2 separate regions of the Hordeum vulgare genome follow, and region 1 is linked to region 2. Evidence: chromatin contacts called from public Hi-C data. All regions are on one chromosome and are shown on one strand. Each heading gives the region's core, a stretch centred on a gene start, on an enhancer-like site or on the middle of the called end of the contact. The rest is flanking DNA. Distances are from core to core; before and after follow the strand shown.

Evidence for each region. Hi-C and Micro-C count contacts between places; a contact is called where the count stands out from the background.
Region 1: a Hi-C map of leaf shows a contact between it and region 2, with 3 times the contacts expected there. The contact joins the enhancer-like site here to the promoter of LOC123406209 in region 2. A contact is called at or near these places in 2 of 6 Hi-C or Micro-C datasets (leaf and seedling).

What each region holds. Positions count from the first base shown.
Region 1 is chr6H:533,651,051-533,655,928 of MorexV3_pseudomolecules_assembly, reverse strand. No RefSeq gene overlaps it. Among protein-coding and RNA genes, the nearest start is that of LOC123405781, 47 kb to the right of the region's middle. Within about 2 kb of position 2,333, at least 2 of the 3 cell types and tissues checked have open chromatin away from gene starts, as enhancers often do. A contact at or near this core is called in leaf, where this site is marked.
Region 2 is chr6H:533,549,485-533,554,147 of MorexV3_pseudomolecules_assembly, reverse strand. LOC123406209 (eukaryotic translation initiation factor 3 subunit G) reads right to left here and starts at 2,517. Exons shown (of 2, transcript XM_045099684.1): 1 at 2,009-2,517. The coding sequence starts at 2,339.

The DNA of each region.
Region 1 (4,878 bases), core at 1,084-3,583, 100 kb before region 2:
TTATCATTGAGCACGCAAGCACTTGAATGCTAACAAAGGCACCCCATGCTTTACCAACGCATGGAAAAGCAGCATAGAGGCAGCAGTACAGTCACACACACACAAAAAAAGGAATTTGTACCACAAGAATGAGCAAATGTGTTGGCACAGGGGAAAGCTAGGAATTGTTAAGCTTGACCAGTAGTGAAAAGGAAAAGGCAGAAGGCACTCCAAATTGCTTTGAGGAACTTTTCGCGTAAAGCCGGAGTTTGCCCCTTTATGGGGCTCAACCTTTCCCTAGGCACCTCACAATTTTATTTTAAGGAATCCAAAAGTGGCCAATGTTAGAAAAAATAAATAAAAACAAAAACATCCTCCCTGGCCTAGCTAGCACAAACAGGGAGAAAAGAAGGCGTGTCCCCTTTATGCAAAGGAAAGAGGGGCATCTTTGGTGCATCCCTCCCACTATCATTGCCAGTAGCATTTAGGCCATGCATCTTAAAAGACATGAATGACTTTTTAGTAGTGCATGCAATGCAATCTTTCTGCCTTGGAAAGTGGCTAATCCATCCTTTCTCTTCCTTTGATTGGTGTCTCAAACTCCCTGGCCTTTTCCTCCTTTTCACTCCAAAAGGTTTATGCCATCCTTTTTCCTCCCCTACCTCTCCATCCATCCATCCATGCCGCGGGCCACCGGCCGGAGCATGATGCTCTTTGTCAAAACCTTCCCAGGTGCCTTCACACCACCATGCTTTCTTTTCTTTTCATTGTTAGACTAGAGGGAGATGATGCCCTCACTCAATGGGGGGTGATAAAGCTTGCCCACTTTCTCGGTGACCATTTTCAATTGAGGGGCCGAGCTGGAGTGTTTCAGTCATGCCATCCATCCATCCATCCGTGGCTAAAAACTATTATAATGCTGCTATAAAGTGGTGAGTGCCTGATTAAAGGCTTGATAGAGGTAATCATGCCCGTTAAAAAGGAGCGACCTTTAGGTTGGGTGTGGTGTGGTGTGGTTGGCCATGATGCGTTCTCTTACGCTTTCACCTTTGCACCAACTTTGCTCGTTTCTTCAAGCCAAGGATTGATCGATCGATCGAATCGGTCGGTCGACGCGCGCACGGGCACGCACTCGATCGATGATCGTCGTTGCAGATGCATACGCAGATGCGGTGATGATTCCTCATGATGCCGCGCTTTGAGTTGTGGGAGATGCATGGTAACTTAAGCAAAGCGAAAGTGGGTGCCCCCCAAACCCAATCCATACCCGCTTCCTTTTTCTTCCTCTCTCTCTGCTATGGTGCTACTACTTTGCTTGCATCCCATGGCACGGAGGGAGGAGGGTGGCATGATTTCACCACCAAAGTTGCCATCCACCCAAGGGAAAGAAAGCTGGTGTTATTCCTTCAAGGAGACGTGGAAAAGGCTAGTGAAATTATGCGTGTATAAACCACGAGCGGAGCCGGGGCGCCCTTTAAATCATTGATGCTTACGTGAATCATATGCGTGCCCGGCTCGCCTTTTTTTCACCTTTCTCCAATAATTACGCACGCTCGACCTGCCGTTTCTCTGAAAGAAAGAAAGAAAGATAGATAGATACAAAGCAAAAATAAAATAAAAAGATGACCGGAAAAAAGTTGGGCTCACTCGCTTGGTGCATAAGACATGGGTGTGATTTGATCTTCTCTGAGTAGCTAATTACCACACGGCGTGCGAGTTACGGGGCTCTGACAGTGCATGCATGCATGCGCACGGCGATTCAGACAGCATGGGTTCATTTGGTAGGGCGCCCTAATTGACCTCGGAATCCGCGTGCAGCACTGACATGCACTTGTTCGCTGAGTGACTTTTAAGAATGTCTTCGATTGATCGCTTAATCATTCAGATTTCAGAGACAGGATACTATTAACGCCCATCAGGCCATCATGCACAATGTAGATACATGCATGTACATGAGTAGCCCCGTACGTACGTATACGTACCACATGCAATGCAAGGTACTGATTGATAGTAAAATACAGCTCCATATCCAAAGCAGACGGAAGCAAAAGGCTCTACGTTACGTTCCTTCTGTGATACAGTATATACGGAGCTACCATCACCATACATACATACATACATACATACAGTATACGACATGGTTGTGCCGGATACAGTACGAGCACGCTTTGCCGATGCATCATCGGGGGCATGGGCCCTATACCCCCTATACACGTAGAGACATAAAGTTGTACTAGGCACATATATATGGCTGCCGCTTCCCCTGAAATTCCATCCCAAACTGCACTGCACTGCACGCATGTAGTAGTTCTAAACAGTGGCCGTGGCCAGCGGATGATGGCTCGCCGTCCTTTTCAATTTTATGGTATAAAGAGGGAGGGAGAGGTGGGGCCGGCCAGTGCGCACAGCCTAGGCTTGGTGCTCATGCATGCGCATATACCATCAGCACATGCCTTTTCCCCGCTAAGCGTGGGGGCAAAAAAAAGATGATGATTTCAGTATGATGCTGATGCTGCTGGTGATGATGGACCGGATGTGAACTCGATTCGGCACACATGGACAAGGGGAACGGGCGCGCTAGCTCTTTGATCGGCAGGAGCCCGCCCGCTCGCCCGGACCCACATGGCAGGGGCAGCGGGGGTGCAGTGGGAAAAGCTAGCTCATCATGTCATGTCGAGCGAAGACCCCAGTGCACGGGGAGGTGCAACGCACGTTACAGCCAAGGCCTCCAAGAACAATAGGAATTACAACCAGCCCCTTGCACGACGTAGTAAGTATTTTCTTTAGGGTCTTCGGCGAGGAAAGGCCGGCGTGACTTGGGCAGCACGTTGCGAGGAAGAAAGCCAACTCGAGCTTCCATGTCGGTGGCATCGTTCACCTGCTACATGTCGCCAAATGTACTCGTCGCCCAACTCCGAGCACGCAAACTAACCTGTGGTTAGATGGTTAGATGGACAATGGTATCCCCAGCCCATGATGGCTCAAGTCATGTTGCTTGTATTATTTCTGGATTTATTTCAGGATTTTTGGCGATACGCTTTCAGTGGAAGGAAACGTTTCCGTCGACGACGAGGCGTGAACACCATCGCATAAGCGAGTGGCGAATCTAAAGGGGGTGCTTCAACAGGCTTGAGCCCCCTCTTTAAAAATTGAACAACAGAATTTAGTAGAATTCATCATGAAAGGTGGCAAAGAGGGGCAGATGGAGCCAGAACGAATGGTGAACTCCATGTTCTAACAATGAAAAGAAGGAAGATATCAAAACCCTCATGGTAAAGGGATTGTCGTCTTCCTACTTACTATGTCAAAGCCACCTCCATAGTAGAAGAAGATTGTGGCCTTCAGACAAACTACAAGTTGTCAAATGAAGTAGTAAGGCTTTTATCCATCGCATGACGAGAGGAAAGAACAAAATTATGGTTGGGGGTATTCTAACTAAAAGAGTGAAGATCATACTCTTAGCATAGGGAGGAAAGCAAATGCGAGGTCTTGAAGGGACTCACAGGGTGGGGGGATTAGGATTTGACTGATCAAATCTTATGAGGAGAGTAGAGTAAAGCAAGTATTTATTGATGCCACAAACTAAAAGAAAAAAATCTGGAGCAATTGGTGTAGATTTAGTCGAGACACTCCTCTCGCAAAGCCGGTGCGTGGGGAGGGGGGGGGGGGGGTAAAAAGGGGAACAAATAGCTTACATCGAGCATGCAATGATATTTTGAAGAGCATCTAGGGAGGGGGGTAGGATGAGCAACACTAAGGAGAGCCACAACGGCGACAAGACAACATCGACCACGAAAGGAGCTCATAGAGTCTCTAATCTAGCGAGGAACACCCAAACATAACCATCAAGGATGCAACTACGGTTTTAATTTAAAATATGAGAAGGTACCTAATGCAACTCGCGCACATCTTTGACCGAACGAGTTGATTGAGATCAACGGAGATATCAATGGTGAAAAATGAGCAAAGTCAACAAAGAGTGGAGCAAGGGATAAAGAATAGAACATGAGAATTGAGAGCACCTTGTAGGAATTAAGTTGAATGTGTTATTGGGATAATACTTGTTGGAAATATGCACTAGATACAATAATAAATTAGTTATTATTATATTTCTTTGTTCATGATAATCGTTTATTATCCATGCTATAATTGTATTGATTGGAAACACAATACTTGTGTGGATACATAGACAAAACACTATCCCTAGTAAGCCTCTAGTTGACTAGCTCGTTGATCAAAGATGGTCAAGGTTTCCTGACCATAGGCAAGTGTTGTCACTTGATAACGGGATCACATCATTAGGAGAATCATGTGATGGACTAGACCCAAACTAATGAACGTAGCATGTTGATCGTGTCATTTTCTTACTACTGTTTTTCTGCGTGTCAAGTATTTATTCCTATGACCATGAGATCATATAACTCACTGGCACCGGAGGAATACCTTGTGTGTATCAAACGTCACAACGTAACTGGGTGACTATAAAGATGCTCTACAGGTATCTCCGAAGGTGTCCGTTGAGTTAGTATGGATCAAGACTGGGATTTGTCACTCCGTGTGACGGAGAGGTATCTCGAGGCCCACTCGGTAATACAACATCACACACAAGCCTTGCAAGCAATGTGACTTAGTGTAATTCACGGGATCTTGTATTACGGAACGAGTAAAGAGACTTGCCGGTAAACGAGACTGAAATAGGTATGCGGATACCGACGATCGAATCTCGGGCAAGTAACATACCGAAGGACAAAGGGAATGACATACAGGATTATATGAATCCTTGGCACTGAGGTTCAACCGATAAGATCTTCGGAGAATATTTAGGATCCAATATGGGCATCCAAGTCCCGCTATTGGATATTGACCGAGGAGTCACTTGGGTCATGTCTACATAGTTCT
Region 2 (4,663 bases), core at 1,268-3,767:
GAATTAGTATCAGTGTTTTTATTGTCCATGTTAATGTTTGAGCGGAAGTGATGTCAAAATAGAGTAATCAACATACAACATCCATGGGACAATAATGCATTAATACATGGTTAGATTTGGGTGGTCTGTGGAAGAAAGAATAATTAGTTAACATGTCGTAGAACCAGTGTGTCATTACAAACAAATGTTTAACCTGGTCAACCACATCGTCCATTAACTGGACTGAAGTAATAGGATATCTATATGATCACCTAAATCTAGAGATCATCTAAAACAAAATGCAGAGAGTTAATTTGGGGTTTTTGGTAAACATAATCACTGCCACTGTTCAAGAAAGCATTTTAGCGAGGCTTAAGCGCTGAGCAATGGCAAAGCGCTTTGCTTTTTCCCTAAGTAGTAGATTAAGCAGGTTTTTTTTTAAAAAAGGACAGAATTTGACTGTTTTTTAACTACTTTTGCTTGTCTGCCTGCGCAATAATGGCGATATGCCATTTATCTTATTATTAGGCTCTGCTTGGGAACTATTTCCTTCGTATGCTGGCAAAATTATGGCACTATGATCTCTATTAGGGTAGGACTATTTGAACTGAAATGCATTTTAGTTGTGATGTGTATTCGATATGGTGTGAACTGTATTTTAGATGCTATTCCATGACACATGTGCCATGTTTCCTATTTTCCTGTGTATATTATTCAAAATCTGTCAAATTCTAGCCAATATCAAAAAACGCTGAACCACGGTTAAGCTGCACTTAAGCGCCCATTGCTCTAAGCTGTGACCTTCCACTTCGCTTGCGCTTTTTGCTTTTTTGAACATTGATAACTGTGCTACAGGAAATTTGACTGAGGAGAAAGGGCTTGCTCTCTGATGACGGTAACGTAATCAAATTATAATCCTTGTGCACTCCGAAACCAGCAAAGCATTAGAACTGCAACTGGTAATACCATTATCCGGCATTCTACTTGTGCCTGGACACAACATACTTCAATCACCCGCCTAACCAAAACAGAAAACAGTTATCGCTGCGGCTTCTCTTAATGTATAACTGATTTTTTGTAGCAGTTTAGGAAACTGTATTCTTTGAATACCAGCATTGCTTCAAAACACATCAATTGGAAAACTTGGGTAGAACTGCTCGCTACTACATCACAGCTACCAATCTATTTAATGTCCTTATAATATCTACCTCTTATTGCCCTTCCAGTAACCTACCAATTAGAAATGTTACTATAGACATGTACACCCTCCGTCCCATAATATAAGAGCGTTTTTAACACTAGTGTAGTGTCAAAAAGACTCTTATATTATGGGACGGAGGGAGTATTTCCTAGATGTACATGTAACCACTAAATATAGCACAGCCACCAGACCTTATCCAGACAGTAATCTAAAACAAAACACACAGGTTAATTTTGGTTTTTGGTAAACATAATCACCACATCATAGGAAATTGGAATGAGGAGAATGGAGTCGCTCTCTGATGACAGTAATGTATTCAAATTATAATTCTTTGCGCTCCAAAATCAGCAGTTCATTAGAACTGCAGCCTCAAATTCCATGGGCCCGGGGTTCAATCACCTGCATTCTGATTCTTTATGGCTGATTTGCAAAACTAGTATTGTGCCCCCACTTAACAATACCAGCATTGCTTCAAGCCTTCAAAACACTTCTATCAAAAAACTTTGGGAAACAGATGTTCAATACTACTATATCATAGCTACCGATCTATTTCCTCTCCTCCCAATATCTACCTCTTAATGTCCTTCCAGTAAACCTGCCAATTAGAAATGTTATACAATACACGTGTACATTTCCTAGATGTACATGTAATCCCCAAACATAACGCAGCCACCTGACCGAATATAGACTTCTCACTGGATCAACACCAGTTCACGTGGATCCCCAGTTTTGACTCTATAATGCTACACGGGATAACAGCAATCCACAGAAATAGGGTGCCTAACGACACAACAACTGATTCGAAAGAGACGCGGATCGGCGACGGACCTGGGGCGCGCGGGCGCTCGAGGAGGATCTCCTCGGTGGAGACGACGGTGAGACGCGCGGAGGCGTCGTCGCCGCTGGCGGCGTCGCCGAACTTGCCCCAGGAGCGGCGCTCGACGGCGGCCTTGGAGAGGCGCGCGCGCGCGAGCTTGCGGACGCGGGTGGTGGTGGTGACCTTGACCTTGTTGCCGTCGTCGTCGAAGCGGTACTCGATCGTCTTCTTGAAGCCGTTCTCGTCGGGCCCGATGACGACCCGCGGCGGCAGCAGGAAGTCGAGGTCGCCCCCGTCGTCCTCCTCGAGCTCCCCCCACCGGATCTTGGCGTCCGCCGGCATGGCTGTCGCTCGCTCGCTCGCTGGGGCGCTAGGGTTCGGGGGTGCGGCGGCGTGGGGGGGGGAGGAGACGGGCGCTCTAGCTTGGTTGTGGAATGGGGATGTGTGGCTCGGATTAGTTTCTGGATGATTTTGTTCGGAGGATGCGGTTGTTGGGCTTCGGAAGCAAGTGAGGAAGGCCGCGGCTGAAGATCCAACACGCGTGCAGGTGGGCCTTTTTTTTTAGATGCGGGTGGGCCTTGTTGGATCGGGACCATCTGGTAGCACGTTCGCTCGAAAAAATAAATCTGCTTTCTTCTAAAAAACACGACACGTGGATCGACAAATCTTTTTACAAGATCCGCCCCCTCTGCATCCGTTTAGGCCCAGTTCTTTTGAGCTATGTTGTGGAAATAAGCTTTTATGAAAATAAGCCCCAAATAAGGACCAGTGAAAATAAGCTCCAAATAATAAGTCAGCCAGTTCTTTTTAATGTTTCTTTATTCAGCTTATCTGTGGTATAGCCAATGAAAAGTCTATAGTGCCCTTGAAGTCTAATGTTGTCTGATTAAACGATATTCACTCTCACAGCATCACATCACGGAGTACATCTAATCTAAAGAGGGAAAGAAAAAATTTGTGGGGAGAAAAGGCAGAGGAGCCTTTGCTCCGACGAGTTGCTGCTCTTGCATGAAGGATGTTGTTGCTTTCGTGGCGGGGTAGGGCACCAGAGAGAGATGCAGTGGCGCCAGAGAAGAGATCCATGTCTGCGGCTGCTAGAGTGGGTCGTCGACCGGAGCAATCCAAAATGCTGCAAGCAGATGGAGAACAAGGGTTGCTTAGGGAGGCGCGAGAGGGAGGTGCGGCGGCGGGTGATGCCAACCCGTTGCCCATCTTGGCGGCGCCGGAGGGAGGGACGGGATCGATGGTGACCAACGGCGGCTGCCGGCCTAGGGAGGAACCCTAGTTTCTCTGTCGGTGGGAGGCCTCTCCTGTGCGAGACGAGCAAGCGAGAGGACGAACGAATCATTTTTCTCGGGGGGGATTGGGGGTGTGACGATAGGGCTGGGCGGTGGCATTTTTCCTGTAGAATGTGCAAACAACAATGGCAACAAGCTATAGCCTTTCGTTTTTAAGTGAGAAGCTGTGGGAAGCTGCGGGAAGCTACCCTTCCCCAGCTTTTTTTCATTGTGAGGGAGATGGAGATGGAAATAAGCTAAGCTAGCTTCTCCAAACCGAGTTCTTTTGAGCTTCTATCCTATTTTGACAATAAGCTGCTAGAAGCCGCAAAAGAACTGACCCTTAATCGGGTCCATCCAACAGCCCGGCCCCTTCCTCACCATTGCCATAGACCTTCTATTGCAGAAATATTGCAACAGAGGTTCTCTTGCGGAGTTTTTTTGTCTGAACTCTTTTGAAATATGAGTTTCGTTGCGGAAGGACATGTGCAACACAAATGATGTTGTAGAATTTTGTTATCTCAACTTTTTGTCAACATGGTTGTTGATGCGGAAGGACTTTTGCAACACAAATGATATTATAAAAAAATGTCTTAACTTTCTTGCAACATAGGTGTTGTTGCGGAAGGACTTCTCGAACACAAATAGTGTTAAGAAAAATTGTAAGTGAGAGAGGCACACATGTCTAGTCGTGGAGATCTGGCTGATTGTGCGTCTGTTGATCAAACTCGTATGTGACGGTTGCGCATGCGGTGGAAGTGTACGCGTGATCGGCCGGCTGACTCTAATATTTTCCCAAAATTTTTTGTTTAATTTTTAAAAAAATTGTTGACCCCTAAAAAAATTTAAAAAAAAATTTGCTGACACAAAAGTCTTTGTATTATCGTTAAAGAAGCGTTACCTTTGAGCTGGCTGATCGCCCTCACGCGCCCGCCTCCTTATGTGTTTAACATGTGGCCATGTGGTTGTGAGTTAAATCTAAGGAAAGGAAGGAGCAAAGGGACGTGACCTTGAGTGTGCTATCGTGTCGATGATTGCCACTGGTACCCGCGAGAATCGGTCAACGTGATAGTTTTAAATTATTTGCAACAAGTACTCTATTGCAATAGGGGCGAGCACCTGCTAGCTGCATTTTTTTTCAAAATGTTTCTGCAACAAGTGTCATGTTGTAAAAAAAAATACAACATTAACTCTGTTGCAAGGCTTCTGCAACACAACCATTGTTGCAAAGATGTCTGGGCAACATTGCCTCTCTTGCAATCGATAATGACATGTAGAAAATATTCTACAAATATTTTTGCAACATAATATTTGTTGTAGGAAGTATTCTATAAAACAAATTGTTACAAAAGACATTCTAAAAATGTTTTCAACACAATGTTTTTGCAG